2 separate regions of the Mus musculus genome follow, and region 1 is linked to region 2. A link is a contact called in public Hi-C data. All regions are on one chromosome and are shown on one strand. Each heading gives the region's core, a stretch centred on a gene start, on an enhancer-like site or on the middle of the called end of the contact. The rest is flanking DNA. Distances are from core to core; before and after follow the strand shown. Region 1 overlaps Gm32786 (a long non-coding RNA gene). Region 2 holds the start of Mob2 (MOB kinase activator 2).

The links. A called contact is a pair of places that touch in the nucleus more often than the background predicts.
Region 1: a contact with region 2 is called in a Hi-C map of rod photoreceptor, with 4 times the contacts expected there. The contact joins the enhancer-like site here to the promoter of Mob2 in region 2. A contact is called at or near these places in 18 of 39 promoter capture datasets (the 3T3-L1 cell line, 3T3-L1-derived adipocytes, the HPC-7 cell line and 13 more), 1 of 15 datasets of contacts at CTCF or cohesin (CD8 T cells), 10 of 484 Hi-C or Micro-C datasets (Th2 cells, cortical neurons, embryonic stem cells and 3 more), 4 of 115 datasets of contacts at active chromatin or transcription factors (embryonic forebrain, embryonic stem cells and intestinal villus epithelium) and 2 of 9 other capture datasets (adipose tissue and pancreatic islet).

Annotation. Positions count from the first base shown.
Region 1 is chr7:142,128,512-142,135,737 of GRCm38.p6, forward strand. Gm32786 (a long non-coding RNA gene) reads left to right here. Exons shown (of 7, transcript XR_870057.3): 6 at 123-1,587. Gm39115 (predicted gene, 39115) reads right to left here. Exons shown (of 1, transcript NM_001347556.1): 1 at 6,432-7,226. The coding sequence ends at 6,825. Among named protein-coding and RNA genes, the nearest start is that of Gm39115, 4.0 kb to the right of the region's middle. Within about 2 kb of position 3,885, at least 3 of the 459 cell types and tissues checked have an H3K27ac peak or open chromatin away from gene starts, as enhancers often do. A contact at or near this core is called in rod photoreceptor, where this site is marked.
Region 2 is chr7:142,055,489-142,063,276 of GRCm38.p6, forward strand. It overlaps Mob2 (MOB kinase activator 2), which reads right to left and starts at 5,546. Exons shown (of 5, transcript NM_028308.2): 1 at 5,497-5,546. The coding sequence starts at 5,513.

The DNA of each region.
Region 1 (7,226 bases), core at 2,635-5,134, 71 kb after region 2:
GCTTCAATTTCGTCCTAAAGTCAACAAAGATGAAATCTACACTTAGCAGTTTTCCTGGATTTGCACATTTACCACTCCCCAGTGTGCTGGACCTCAAGCTGTTTTCTTCATTTGCTTTGCAGTTTTCTATTTGCTTCTGCAGGAAGAATTTTCAAACCTGCTCCTCCATCAAGGGAAGACTCAGTCCCAGAGGTGAAGCAGCTTGGTTACATTCTCTCTGTCACAGAAATAAAACATCTGGGATGGAAATCAAAAAATCATCTATCCTCTTCCTTCTTCCAAATCCCAAGTCATTCAAACCAGTTTCTTCAGGCCATGAATCTTTTAACTTCCAGAGTAAATCCTCATTAATGACAGAGGAAGAAGACCTGGTTGAACAAGATATTATTCCCTTGCTTTCTTTCTTCATCTAAGACAGATCTTTGTCTTAAACGCTGGAGAAAGGCTTTTCCCAAGGAACAAGCCTTACCTATCTCAGCTTCCTAGGCTGTAGGTCTGTGGGGACCGTGTACACTTCCCATCTTCTACAGTAGGTGGCACATGCCATCTCCAGCTGTGGTTCAGGTCCTTTAAGTGTGTGCTCAAAGAGACACTGCTTTCCAGTGGCCAGATTCCTCAAGGTACCTCTCTGTTGACTTGGACAGGGACTTAATTACAGTAAACTAATCGACTGACTGATTTTCAGGTTAAAATTTTTGGGGATGAAGTTGTCTTTGGCCAAGTGTTGGCGGCAAATACCTTTTAGCTCAGCACTTGGGAGCAGAGGCAAGTGAATCTCCGAGTTCGAGCTGGTAGAACTGATCTATAGAGTGAGTTCCAGGACAGCTACAGAGAGAAACCCTGACTCAACCAACCAACCAACCAACCAACCAACCAACCAACCACAGTGTCATAGACCAAACCCAACCACCTGCTCCAGTGAAGCCCAGAGAAATCCTCTAGACACAGTGAGCTTTGAGGGAAGTGGCAAGATGGACTTACAGAAATATCCAAGGATTATAGTTTTTTTTCTTGAGGGCCTTAAATTGTTATGAAGCTGAGAATGACCTTGAACTTCTGACCCTCCAGTCTTCACTTCCCAAGTGTCGGGTTAGACGTGTGCTAATATACCATGTTTACAGTGTGCTGCAGATGAAACCCAGGGGTTTGTGCAGCTAGGCAAGCACCCTTTATAGTATGCATGTCAGCCCATCTGGACTCCCTGAATACTTGCTCCCATTTGAAAAAATCTCCAGCCTGCTGAGGCTGGTCTGGATGTCAGGTTGAGAGATGGAAACATGTGCAGAGATTGCAACTTCCTTTGGAGAGCCATCTTGATTTGGGGGAACATTGATAAAGACATTAAGAGTAAGATGGGGTGTGTATGAGATGCTAAGAAGTGAAGGTTCTGATAAAGATCGGCACCCTGATTTGTGAGTGGCCCACAGGAAGCTCAGGAAGACCCAAAGACATTGAGGACTGGTCGCCAGGATCAAGACCCATCCTGTGGCAGAAATACCCACAGCATTCCTGACATGAGGATAAGAATTTACCCAAGCACACGGGCTGCCATGGCTGTCACTGGACTAGGATGCCAAGGTCCTCCAGGTAGGAGGGGGATATGCTTCTATTCATGTCTTTTTATGTGTGTGTGGACATGTGTGGTATATGAGTATGTATGTGCACACTCATGTTAGGGCTTAATGCGTGCATCTGTGCATATCCCTGTGAAGGCCAGAGGTATGTGTACCTTATTTTTTGAGACAGGGTTTTCCACTGTACCCAGAACTCACTGATTTAGCTAGATGGACTGACTGGCGAGCTCCAGGGTGTCCTGTCTCTGCTTTCCCAGTGCTCGGATTACAGATGTGAGCCTGCATCCCCAGCTTTTCACTTAGGTTCTAGGGGTCTAAATTCAGGTCCTCATGCATATATGGCATGTGCTTTATCAACTGAGCCATCTCTCCAGCTTTCTTCTCCATATCCTTTTTATCCTTTTTTTATCTTAATCTTGAGATATATTTTTCTGGAACTTAACATTTCATGAAATCTGGTCTTGGTAGTGCATGCCTGTAATTCCAGAAATTGCGAAGTTAGAGGCAGGAGGATTATGAATTCAAATCTACCCTGTGCTACACAGTAAGCCTGAGGCCAACCTTGAGATGACTGTTAGGCATATATATATATATATATGGAATTAAAGGAATATATCACCTTTATATTGGGTTATACTGGGTTATAAAGGGCAGAGGCAGTTTTTACCCTAGCAACTGAATTGGAGTGTGAACCCTGATCTCTGTGGAGAGATTCCCCACAAAGAGTAAGGTCATGAGATTGAAAAATAGCAAGTATCACTCATAATTCCATCACTTGGGAGGCTCAGGCAGGATGATTGCAAATTCAAGGACAGCTTGGGTACATAGCCAAACCTTGTCTTAAACACAAAACAAAACAACCCCCCCTCCCACCACCTCATAAAAACCCACTACATGTTGCTCAGTGGGAATGCCAGGCACAATTGGCCACATCTGTGGTTCCACTTACATAATCTTTCTGAAGTAGAAGCAGCCCAGAGACAAGGAAGCATGATGGTGGATGCAGGAGGATGGGAAGAGTCTGCTGATGCGGGTGGGGTTTAGTAGTGATGGAACAGTTAGGGGTTCCGCAGGGGGTTGACTGCAAAATACTGGACATGTGCTGAACATGGCTGAGCTGCTCCAATGATACCACATGTGTTTCTACTCAAATAAGGATGAAGGGAGATGATGGCTCAGTTGGTAAAGTGCTTGCTTGCCTTGTGTGAAGTGCAGGGTTCAAACCCATCACGGGTGCATACCTGCAATCCTAGCACTTGGGAAGTGGATACAGGATGGTCAAGAGTTCCCGGTCATCCTCAGCTACCCAGTCAGCTCAAGGCCAGCCCGGGTTATGTGGAAACTTGCTTCAGAAAAGAAAGTAATAAAAGGAGGGGGTTGGAGGCTCAAGCCTCAGTCTGGATGAGCTCACCTGCTGTCTAAGTGGTCTCTGAATACCATCAGGGCTTCACAGTCTCAGCATTCACTCTGCTATGTCTGCCTTGGAGAGTCAGGTTCCAGCCCACTTGAAAAGTGGCATTTCCAGGGGTGAGGTCTCTGTGGGGACAGAGATGCCACCTAATAATACTGCTCTGTTGTGGTACTCTGTGGTAAGCTTAGGTGTGAACTGACTGAGAACCTATCAAGGCTACCTGCTATCTTGATGGAGGAGGCATCACCTTTCCTCCCTGAGACTGTTTTATTTATGTGTCTCTCTCTTCTTGCTGGGGTAGGAGACAGCCCAGCTGCACCTTCCTGCTGTCCTGGGGAGAATGTAAAGTCCTCTTCCACCTTCTCCGGCCAGTCCTATCATAGCTTCTGACATGCTGACACCATTGTTTCCAAGAATACTGTATGTCACCAGCCCTGTGCCCAGTCATAGGACCAGATTACATCTGAGCCGGATCTGCAGCCCTCAATAATCTCAGATAAGAGGGTAGAGGCTACAGGGGAGAGTGGGAAAAACTAGGCCAGTTCATTTCAATAGAACCAATGACCTAGAGGGCGATGTACTCCTGGCGATTTGGCAAAGAGGGGATTCCTACACAGTCTCAGACATGAGCTTAACACCTGAGAGATGAATCTACCCAAGCTTCAGACCCCGGCTCACCTGTGGCTATATCCTGAATGAAACAGTTTGTTTGTTTGTTTGTTTGTTTGTTTGTTTTATCACCTCAGTGTTTCAGAAGCTTCTGCAAACACAGCCTGTGCAACTTTGTATTGTAGAACCAGGTTGACCCCACCATTCTGACCTCCCCCAGTTGGGTCTGTCTAGCTCTTATCATACCCATGGAACTGGCTGGAGCAACTGTAGCAACCGATATAGCCGGTGGCTTTAAGATCAGAGGCTCATTATCCCATGCACCTGAGACCGGAGGGTCAAGATGGAGGTGCTCCAGGGCTGGCATTTCCCAGTTCCTCTCTCCTTGGCTTCAGACAATATCTTCTCTCTGTATCCCCATACAGAATCCACTGTTCTGTCATCTACCTACCTACCTACCTACCTACCTACCTACCTACCTACCTACCTACCTACTTTCCTATGTATCTATCTATCTTTCTGTGCATGTGTAGGCCTAAGCTGTCATTTCTCAGGAACTGTCCATCTTGGTTTTTGAGACAGACTCTCTTTTGGGTCTTGAACTCTCTGAGTAGGCTAGGCCAGCTGGCCAGTGAGTCCCAGGGGTCCTCTTTTCCCCTCAACCTCTCTAGCTCTGGAATTACAAGCACATGCCACCACACCACCTCACTTTAAAAATATTTTATTTTGGGCTGGAGAGACAGCTCAGCGGTTAAGAGCACTGACTGTTTTGCCAGAGGTCCTGAGTTCAATTCCCAACAACCACATGGTGGCTCACAGCCATCTGAAATGGGATCCAATGCACTCTTCTAGTGTGTGTCTGAAGACAGCTGCAGTGTATTCATATAAATAAAAAATATTTTATTTTATTTATTTGTGTGTATGTGCATGTACCAGAGAGAAAGAGAGAGAGAGAGGTGAATGTTGCTTTAATTTATATATATGTGTGTGGTTCTAATACATATCTGAGTGTGAGTGCCTGTGGAGGCTAGATAAAGGCTTCAGATCCCATGGAGCTGGGGTTGAGGTCGTTGTGAGCCTCCTACATGGGAGCTGGAAACTCAACTTCAGTCTTGTGTAAGAGCAGCTCTGACCTCAGAGCTATCTGCTCAGCCTGGCTTTTTTATAGTGGGTTCTGGGGATTGAACTCAGGCCCTCATGTTTGTAATTCAAGCACTCTACCAATTGAAAATAAATCTTAACAGACCCTAAATCTGTCTTTTAGTGTGACCCAAAGAGGGTCTAGCTGCAGGGATATGCACTGGCTGTGAGCATCAAAGATAGAAAAATATCCAGAGACCCAAAAAATATCTAGAGACCCATACCAGTCATAGCAGCTGAGGATCTGGAAAGCAGGGGCCCACAGACCGCCAGTTCCTTTTCTGGACTTCACCTGTAGGGTCCCCACTAAACTCAGGAACTGGGCTAGAAACCCTGTGGATCAAGGGTAGCAACCAGGTAAGCTCTGAGCCTTTGTCTTCACAGATGTGCCTAGATGGCTAGGGTAGCTTTGCGGCTGAGCTCATCCCTCCCCTCCCCTCCTCCCCTCCCCTGGGAGACAGGCTTGGACAATGACACAGAGACACTAGGATTCATGAAGTGAACAGTCAAAGGTGTGAGTGGTTGAGGTTTGAGTAGGCGGTCTTGCCCTCCACGGTGGCAGTGGCCCTCTTTGGAGATAGTAGATAGTCTGTCCCCAAATGTAGTCTGTTGCCTTCTCTGTTTCTATGTGGCCGATGTCCTCAACCCGGCCACATCTGGTTAACATTCTCTGCTGACATCCTGAGTCTCATTTGGACCATCAGGGTCCTGCTGGAGGACATGGCTAGACACTGTCATGAGGTGTGATTCTGAAGCCAATCTCCTGTCTGACACAGTGGCTTTTTGTCTGCTGCCAGCCATGCACATAGAGAGCTCCTTGTGTGTCCCTTTTCCCACCTGTTGCCCCACGAGAACATCTGCAGTGGTCAATGCTCTGAGCAGGGTTCTAATACTTTCTTTGCATCCCTTGAGGCCTAGGCTTCCTGGGGGGAAGGCTCACCCTCCTCACTTAGGATTTAGGATCCTGTTGACCTGCTCTACCATGTGTGGGTCCAATCTGATCCAGGTCCTCCCTGGCCTGTGTCACCCCTAGCAGTGGTCACTGGCCAGAATCTACCACAATGACCATGTTGTGGTCATTGCTTTTCTCCTCTAGTGCCTGCCCCTGTCTCTTATCCTGTACATTCCAAAAGGGAATCTGAGCCTGGACTCTTGGACTCTGGACTCTTGTGTCTCCTGTCCAGTATGGTCAGCATGGCACACTCAGCTACTATTTCCTGACTGGGCACTTCCAGGGAAGGAGGTGCCAAGAATCATGTTTAACAGAATATTGATGGTCCAAGCAGGGTGATGGGAGACCCCAGACCATCCAAAGAAGGCCTCAGCCTCCCTCGGGGGGGGGGGGTGAATAATGTCTACCCCTATGTATTTCCCCTGCAAAGAACAGAGTAACCTGAGGCCAGGACTCTGAGGCTCAGAGAAGTCCTCTCAGGAAAACACTGGAAATACTCTGAGATGCAGAGGGACTGTATTCTTCCATACATACATCACCTACCTGATTGTGAGGAGCCTCTTCACTGCATCAAAGGGTGGGCAAGCACTGCCCTCTCCTGGTGGCCACTCAGACCTTCTCCGGAGTCTCCCGGGAGCCTACTGACAGTGAACTTGCCATTCCTCAGTACACAAACAGAGAAGGACAGGAAAGGATTACACTGAAAGGAGAATTATTTTGCCGTGAAAAGATGAGTTTATTAAAGGAAAATATTAATGTGTTCTAAGAGACAGGTATAAAAATGGCATGATGGAGGAACCAGTGTGGACTGTGCTGGCAGGAGGAAGTGGCATGATGTGGCCAGTGTGTGGCTTTTTCCTGTTAAGAATCCAGTCCTTCACCAGGTGCTGCGGACCACGAATATGAAACATCTGGGAGGAGTAGACATTGGCCAAGGAAGAGTCAGAAAGTCCCTGTGGCCACTAACCTCCTTGGCTGAGTAGTAGAGAAGGCCATATATCTGAGAAAGAGCACCTCAGAGAAACAGGGTGATATCCGAGGGAGTGCTTTGTGAACAGTGAGAACAGCCAACCCTACCCCACCCTACCCCAACGAAGAGAATGGAAGAACTCAGCTGATGACTAGATCGTTCGATATCTCAGATCTTGCACTGGCAGCACACAGGAGCACAGCAGCTGGACTGGCAGCAGCAGGGCTTGCAGCAGCTGGACTGGCAGCAGCAGGGCTTGCAGCAGCTGGACTGGCAGCAGCAGGGCTTGCAGCAGCAGGATTCACAGCAGCAGGGCTTGCAGCAGCAGGATTGGCAGCAGCAGGGCTTGCAGCAGCAGGACTGGCAGCAGCAGGGCTTGCAGCAGCTGGACTGGCAGCAGCAGGGCTTGCAGCAGCTGGACTGGCAGCAGCAGGGCTTGCAGCAGCAGGATTCGCAGCAGCAGGGCTTGCAGCAGCTGGATTGGCAACAGCAGGGCTTGCAACAGCTGGATTGGCAGCAGCTAGATTTGCAGCCCCCACAGGAGCTACAGCCTCCCTTGCAGCCCCCACA
Region 2 (7,788 bases), core at 4,296-6,795:
TCAAAAGAACAGGCTAAGGAGGCAACATGCTGGGTGGCAGAGTAGCTCCACTGGCTTACAGATGCTCTGCAGAGGACCCTGAGACAGGCCTGGGGACCTGGCCAGGACGTCATATGGCAAGGTCCCATGCAGACAAGCCAAGCTGTGTGTCATACCATATCTAAGCTAATTTTACATTCCTGGACTTACTCCCAAGGCCAGCCTCAGGCTCAGACATCACTTCCTTGGGGCCACTTGGCATTGTCAGGCCTTTTCAAGGACCAAGACACAGCCCCACAAGGTGAGAGCTGGGGCATTCAGCACAGATACTGTCATTCAAACCCCTCAGGGGTTCCTAAGACTGTATCCCTTTGGCTAGCTCAGTAGTTCTCACCAGTGGGTTGCCTTTCACAGGGGTCACCTAAGAAGACCATCAGAAAACACAGATGTTTATATTACAATTCATAACAATAGCAAAAAATTAATTATGAAGTAGCAACAAAAACAATTTTATAGTTGGGGGTTACTATAACATGAGGAACTGTATTAAAGGGTCGAGGCATTAGGAAGGTTGAGAATAAACAGGCTAGCTCAAGGAGGAAAGGAAAGAAGTGCCGTGAAAAGGCAACCAAGAGAAAGTGCCTGACACTGAGATGGCAACAGGCAAAAGGCAGAGGTCAGGTCTTCCCTCCTGTTTCAACCTATCAACCACCCATAACCTATAGGCACAAACTCAAAAACAAAAGTGAGCACCCATGCCATCCTGACACTCCACAACAGTGAAATACTTCAGCCAAAATCACTGCTGCTCAAAGCAGGATACAAGCTAACTACATGGACTTAACTATAAAATAGCCCCATAACCCCGTCACAGATGTGCCCACTAAGGATTATAAGACCAACTAGATGAAAACTGCAACCCAGATTGCATGCATTCTGGCAAAGGGAACCTTCAAAGAGAAGAAAACCAGTAAGTAGGTATGGTCATGGTCCATGGCACAGACACTAATAATGCCAAGTGGAGAGGCCATGGGTGGCCTTGATGCCCTGTTAAACAACCTCTTCCTCCTCTCTTTAACCTTTTGTTTTTATTCCAATTATTTTTACTTCCGTGTTCCAGGCACCATCCCATGGAGCTACAGTGAACACCAGTGGGTGTGCCCCAGCTGAGAAATCCTGTGCAGAAGAAAAACAAACAGGAGGTAGGCACAGAGCGGGAGGAACTTCTGGCAAGGCAGGCAGGAGCAGCTCACACCTTCTTCTGCCAGACTAGCCCACAACAGGCAGGATGCACTAAAATCCCTAGCAGGAAATGCCTAACCACCTCACCCCAGCATTTTTAGTTACACAGCAGAGCAACAGAGAGCAAATGGTGCCCACCAGGATATGGGTCTGCCCACCCTGCCAACCCTTTAGGCTGAAGGACCTCAGGTTGTACAGCATGTCTACACAAACACAGGAAGTGGGGTTTGAGTGTTTCTGTTTCCATAGCCAATGCAAGGAAGATACAGGAAATGTTGGGCTACCAGGACCACTGTTATGGGAGTTCCCCACTGAGCTGGCCTTCAAAACCTTGCTATACCAGATGAGAGGAAGTCTTGCAAGCACACTCTCAACTGTCATATGACAAGCAACAATGATAGCAAGTTCTGGAGGCAGCTTGGGAAGATGCCTTGCTGAGCAGGTACAGAGTATGGTAGCACCAGCCAACAGCTAGACTAAGGACCCGCTAAGGATATTAACCACTAGCCTCACACTATGCTCAGGCACACCTTTATAGGAAAACACAGGAGTACCACCCAACTGTCCCCAGTCAACAGGACTCTTGTGCAATACAACACTGGCCTCACCCTGCTCACTGCTGGCCAGCTTGGCAATGCTTGCATGAACTCCTAGGGGATACTCTAAGCAAACAAGAGAAATGAAGTGTTGTTCAGAGTGTCCTGAAGTACACAGCATTCATGACCACTACTTTTTAAAAAGGGAGTGGGAACACAAGAGACCCAAAGCACACACCTTTGCAAACCCAACCCAGATGTTCACCTGGGCAGCCTCTCATGGAAAGAGGCTATTCATGAGGTTATTCCTAGAATCACATCTTCCAGAGGAGCCATCCACTGGAGAGCCTGGCTGCAAGGGATGGGACCTTCATCGTGCCTCTAGGCCTCTTGCAGGTACCTCTCCACTTACTGTACCACAATCCTTTAAGAAGGTCCCTATGCTCTACTTCATATCCCTCCCTCACTCACTCACTCACTCCCTCCCTTCCTCAGATCTCTGATCCTTCCACTGTGCTTGTCCTGTCCTCCTCTGCCAGCCTTAGCCCTCAAAGCACTGACCTTGGAGTCTTCAGAAGCCTTGCCCTCGGCATAGGTGGGCTCAGAATCCTTGGCTGGGAAGTAGTACAATTCAGTTTTAAAAGACTGGGTTACAGCATCATCAGTCATGCCTGCAAATTTTCCACAACCACCTCTACCCAAAGGTAAAGGGAGAAACAGAATATGCAGGCCTCTTCACAATGTCCAGTGGAGTAACAAACGGACGTCATTGCCGACACCTACCACTGAATCCATCACACACCAGATCTCATGACTCCATTTACACATAATAATGGAATAAAACAGATTGGTGCTGCCTCTCGCAGAGGTGGGCATCTGCAGCAACCAGAGGGCTCTCCAAAGAGTAATGTTAATGTTCCATTGAGCTGAGAAGATGGCTCCATGGTAAGGTGCTTGCCCAACATACTTAAGGCCCTGGGTTCCACCCATAGGAACACACACATACACTTTAAAGTAAATTAAATCATGGTCAAAGAAACAAGTCTATAATTTTATTAAAAATTACCTAATCATATACTTAAAACAAGCAAACTTAGTGGTATGTAAATGATACCACATGAGGCTGTTCAAATAAAACCTACAGACTCTTACCAGTCAGGTGTCAGTCACCAGATATACTTTCCCAGAAGATAAAACCTTTCACCCCTATGCCAACCTTGCAAACACCTACACTCAACTGCTCAGAGTACAGGACTGCTAAAGGCTGCCCCAGACAGGCTGGAAGGCCTGAGGCCATTTAGCTTTATCTGTTAGCTGAGCAAGAGTAGACCTTCAAATATACACTGTATCAAATGGCCTACACCAGGTTTCATCTCTTTCTACCTGTACTGGAGAGATCTAAAGGCTTCATAAGAGTCAGGTGCACCCGGAAAGGGAGCCTCAGTAGCAGGCTGGAGAGAGACTACTGGAGAGGGAAGAGGTTCAGTTAAGGTGGCCAGGCAGGAGGGAAAACTCACTATCATCAGTGGGAAGAGGAGAAAATATGTTCTTTTGACTCCAAGGGGCTTCTGGACTGTGCTTTCTGCTAGATAAAATTCAAACTACACTCAGACCTCCTGGTTAAATGCTTACCCCAGAAAAGATTCAAGTGTTGCCTAAAGTATCCCATAACATGTTGGGGTTCTCTCTTCCAAATCCTGAGCAGCTTCCCCTGGGTGTTACCCTGCACGTGGTTGTCCATAACAGAACAAACACCCACTACACAAAAATTGTAACCCTTTCTAATAAAGAATGAAGGGAGCCTGACTATATATACTGCTTAACAAGCTCAAAGCTTCTCCAAGCAGAGGAAACCTACAGGACAAGAGGTGGCTAAGAGCCACACCTACAACATTCTCCAGAAAAGTCCCAGCAGGTTTACCATCAAGTCCCAACGTGCCAAATTCTGCTCTGGTTATCCAAAGCATGCTTCCCTGCAGGGCCTCCCTTCCTCCTGAGCAGCTGGAACACAAAAGATAAGGCTGTGAGATGCTCAAAGTCCCAGCGTGATCCTCACCCAACTAAGAGAAAGATGTAGCTTTCCACTTAAACTTCTGTAGACCTCCCTGTTGGCTCTAACAATTTCTGTAAGAGACCTCTACTCTTGCACCCATACTTGGGTTCACCCAACATGAAGTAATTAACAAAACCTTTACTTTAACATAAGCAAGCAAACAAACAAACCTTGAAACATTCCAAACCCCTCATTGATATCGGATGGTCTGAATTAAGAAAAAGACCAAGACCAAGACACAATAAAAGATGATACATTTGTCCTATTCTTCCAGACAGAAAAACTACTTAAATGGTTAATTACAGAGAGAGTTTCAGCCCTGAGCAAACAGTGGGTACTCTGAAGCAAAAAATGGCTTCACTCCCGACTACTTTGTCAGCTCTCACCAGGGATCAGAAGACAAAGTGGAGTAGATGGGGGGGGGGGGGCGCGGGGGGATGTCCTCTGAAGGCTCACTCTGCAACTTCCATTCTTCCTACTTTTATAGTAATACTATGAAAGAGGGACAGAGGAGTTTAACGACTGGCTTCTGGTCAGCCTCCAAGCAAAAAGCACCTGGATGGGTATGAGCCTGGAAAAATTACACATACAGCAGTGGTCAGCTTCCTCAGTCACCAAGCTGACAGATCTAGTTCACTTGCAGTGAAACCATACCTTGGCCAAGTTATAGTCAAGTGCTGGCCCTCTCCACAAGTGCACAAAGGAAGAATGGTCTGGAATAGGCTGGTTTCAAATATGTGTCCTATGCTTAAAACCCCTGGGCTTCAGAGACCTTGTTAAAGGCCAGGACATAACATCTGCCAAGCTTACCATATGCAAAACATGTGCTGGCCCTTACCTCAGTTAACCCTTCAGTAAACCTGTACTGCAGATTTCACAGCTTCCATCTGACAGACGATCCATTACAAAAAAGTCTAGAGAGGACCACATAGCTAGGAAGCAGATAGGAACCAGTGACAGGGCTTCCTCTTGAAGAAATAAGATGAGCCTCCGCCTAGTCCCCCGTGTCACCCACACTTAACGTCCTGAGTGGCACTATGTGGCTCCCGGCCTCCCTTAGTCTCTTGATTATCCCTGGGGCTGCTCACTTAGTCCGCTGTCTCCCTAGGTTGCAGCACTGGGAGGTCAAACAGCCTCAGACGTCCTGACAGTGCCACCACTACACTTTCCTCCGCCTTCCCCGCTTCTATCTCCAGAGTCCCGCGCAGCCCTCGTACTGCCGAAGCCGAAGGCCGGCTCTCTCTGTGGTCCAGCAGGATTATACGGACCCCACAGCAGGGCCGCGGACACCGCCACAGGGTCGAGAACCGAGCCGCCGGGAGAGCGCGCGCGGCTAGGAGCGCCCGCCTCTCACTCTCCTCAAAAGTAAATTGGAAGAAAGTCACTTGGGCGGAAGAACTTTCGCAGGCCCCGCGAAGACCGACGACCGACAGTGCCAGGTGCCCGACTCGCGGCCCGTCGATTCGCGGCGAGGGACCGCGGCCTCTCGGGACAGCGCCTCGGGGACCGGGCCTCTCTCCCGCCGGCCGGCCGGCCGGCCGCCTGCCCGGCCTCCCAGCACCCCGCAGCGGCTGGCCGTCCTTCCGTGCCCCGGCCCCTCCTGGAACCCGCTGCCCGCCGCCCTACGCTCCCTACGTTCGCCGCCGCCCCGCGCAGCGCCGCGCTACGCCGTCCTCCGCCACTCACCCCATGAGCCAGTCCATGGCTGCGCGGAGCCCGCGCCTCGCTCGGCCTCAGCCCCGCCGGCGGCCGGAAGTAAACACTCGATGGCTCCCGCCCGCTGCCGGACGTGACGCGCGCACGGCTTGCTGGGACGCGTAGTCCCAGCGGCCCCTGCGGCGATGTCCCGAGTACCTGTTCTGGAGTGTCAGGACCTTTCCCCATCGCCAACCTCGGGGCTTCGAGACCCAGGAGCATCCTGTATCTGAAGACCATCCAGAGTTTCTGGATCACCAGAGTGAGAATAACTTCAGAGGGCCCCAGAAACCCAGACGCCCGGAACTCCAGAGTGCCTCGGACTCGCAAACTGCCTGTCATTGCGCAGTGCCCTGGATCCTGGAGTATCACACCCCCGGTGTCTCTAGAGTGACCCCGGTGTTGCACACCTCTAGTGTTAGGACACTATAGAGTGCCTTGACCCCAGGAGTGAACCTTACCACCAGCGTGCCTGAATCTGTGGAATGCACAGACCCGTGGGAGTCTGAAGTTCCTGGGACCTGAGTATCCCTGACCCCAGTATCCCAGACCTGGGAGTATCCAGACCCCCCAGGCTGGAACATCGGAGTTCCTCTGCTCTGCAGGATGTGTTCCTTTCCTCTGCAGTGCCTCACCCCTTGCTGCTTACATCCCTCCTGATGTCCATCTTCCCACTGTTATCATCTTTTGCCCACACCTAGTGCCTCTGCCAGAACTGTTCTGACCACACTTGCCTCTTCTGTGTCCCTTAGCTTTGCTGGCCGTTCATTTGCATCCCAGCTGCCCGCCCCAGTGGACATGATTGTCCCCTTCAATCCCCATCTGTTCCCTTCCTCTATGTGCTGTACCCTCTGGCTCCTGGGTGAGCCTCTATTATCCAGGATACTTCTCTCCAGCGAGTAAGTCTCTTCATGATCCAGGGTATCTCTCCTATTGTCCGCTCTTTCCAGAGCCTGACCAGTACTAGGAACTCATTGAATACTTTTTGAAAGGCTGACTCTCTATTCTCTACACTGGAGAGATGCTTGCAGGAGCACACAGTTGAGCAGAAGGATCACAACAACCTAACTCACTAGTGTCTTCAATAGAGTGTCATGAATATCAGGCACCAGACAGATAACACCTTCAGGCCAACTGCCTGCTGTAATACAGCTGTCATATACTTGAAATGGGATTCACCTTCCCCAAAGAACCATTCCAGGATGCTGGGAAATGTCCAGTCCATTCCTTCTTTATAGCATGAACAGTCAGGCACTGGGAGTGGGTGGGGTTGCAGTTTTATCAGCAAAAAATACCTGAGATGAAACTGAAATAATAATGAAAGATCTGGAGAGGGAAAAGTCCCAAGTCAAGACCATATCAGGAGGAGAAAAATCAGGCCTGTGTTCTCCTCTGTTTCTATTCCTATGGATGCCCAGTCATACTGGATGACTTCCCCACACCATAATCACTTTGCTTTAGCCAGACGTCAGCTGATTACCTTGCAGTGTGGCCTTGTCCACTGCTTCCGAGGAGCATCAGTCATTGGTGAGCTAGTCTGCTTTTGACTGCCACCATCTGCCATCAGCTGCTGCACTAGATTGGGTGTCATGAGTTGTGCTAGTCTCTTCCAGTTTCTAATGTGGGACAGTTGAACGAGCTGTTTAATGGCCTGTGCCTCTATCTCTTTTCTTATATGTATTTAAAAAAAAAAGGTGTGTGTGAGTGTGTATGTGGGTATGAATGTAGGTGTGTATATGTACCATGTATGTTTGCTGCCTGCAGAAGCCAGAAGAGATCATCAAATTCCTGGAGCTAAAGTTACAAGTATTTGTGAACTACTCGGTGTGAGTCCTGGGACTTGAACTCCAGTCTTGTAGAAGAGCAGCAAGCACTGTTAAACTCTGGGCTTCTCTCCAGCCCTCGATTTCCCTTTCCTCTTCCTTTCTTTTCTTTCTTTTTTGCTTTTGTTTTTTGAGACAGTGTTTCCCTGTGTAATGGCTCTGGCTGTCCTGGAACTTGCTTTGTAGACTAGGTTGACCTTGAACTCAGAGAGATCTGCCTCTCTCTGCCTCCTGAGTGTTGGGGTTAAAGGCATGCACTGACATTCGTGACCTATTTCCTTTTCATTGTAATGAGAATAATAATTTGGTCATGTGTTGCCTCATGATGCACATATATTCTGAGAACTTCCTAGTTATGCCGTTTTGTCACACAAATGTTCTAAAGTCAACAAGCACAGACCTAGATGTTATGGCCTTTTGCACATAGGCTACATGGTGTAGGTTGTTATTCCTGAGTTAC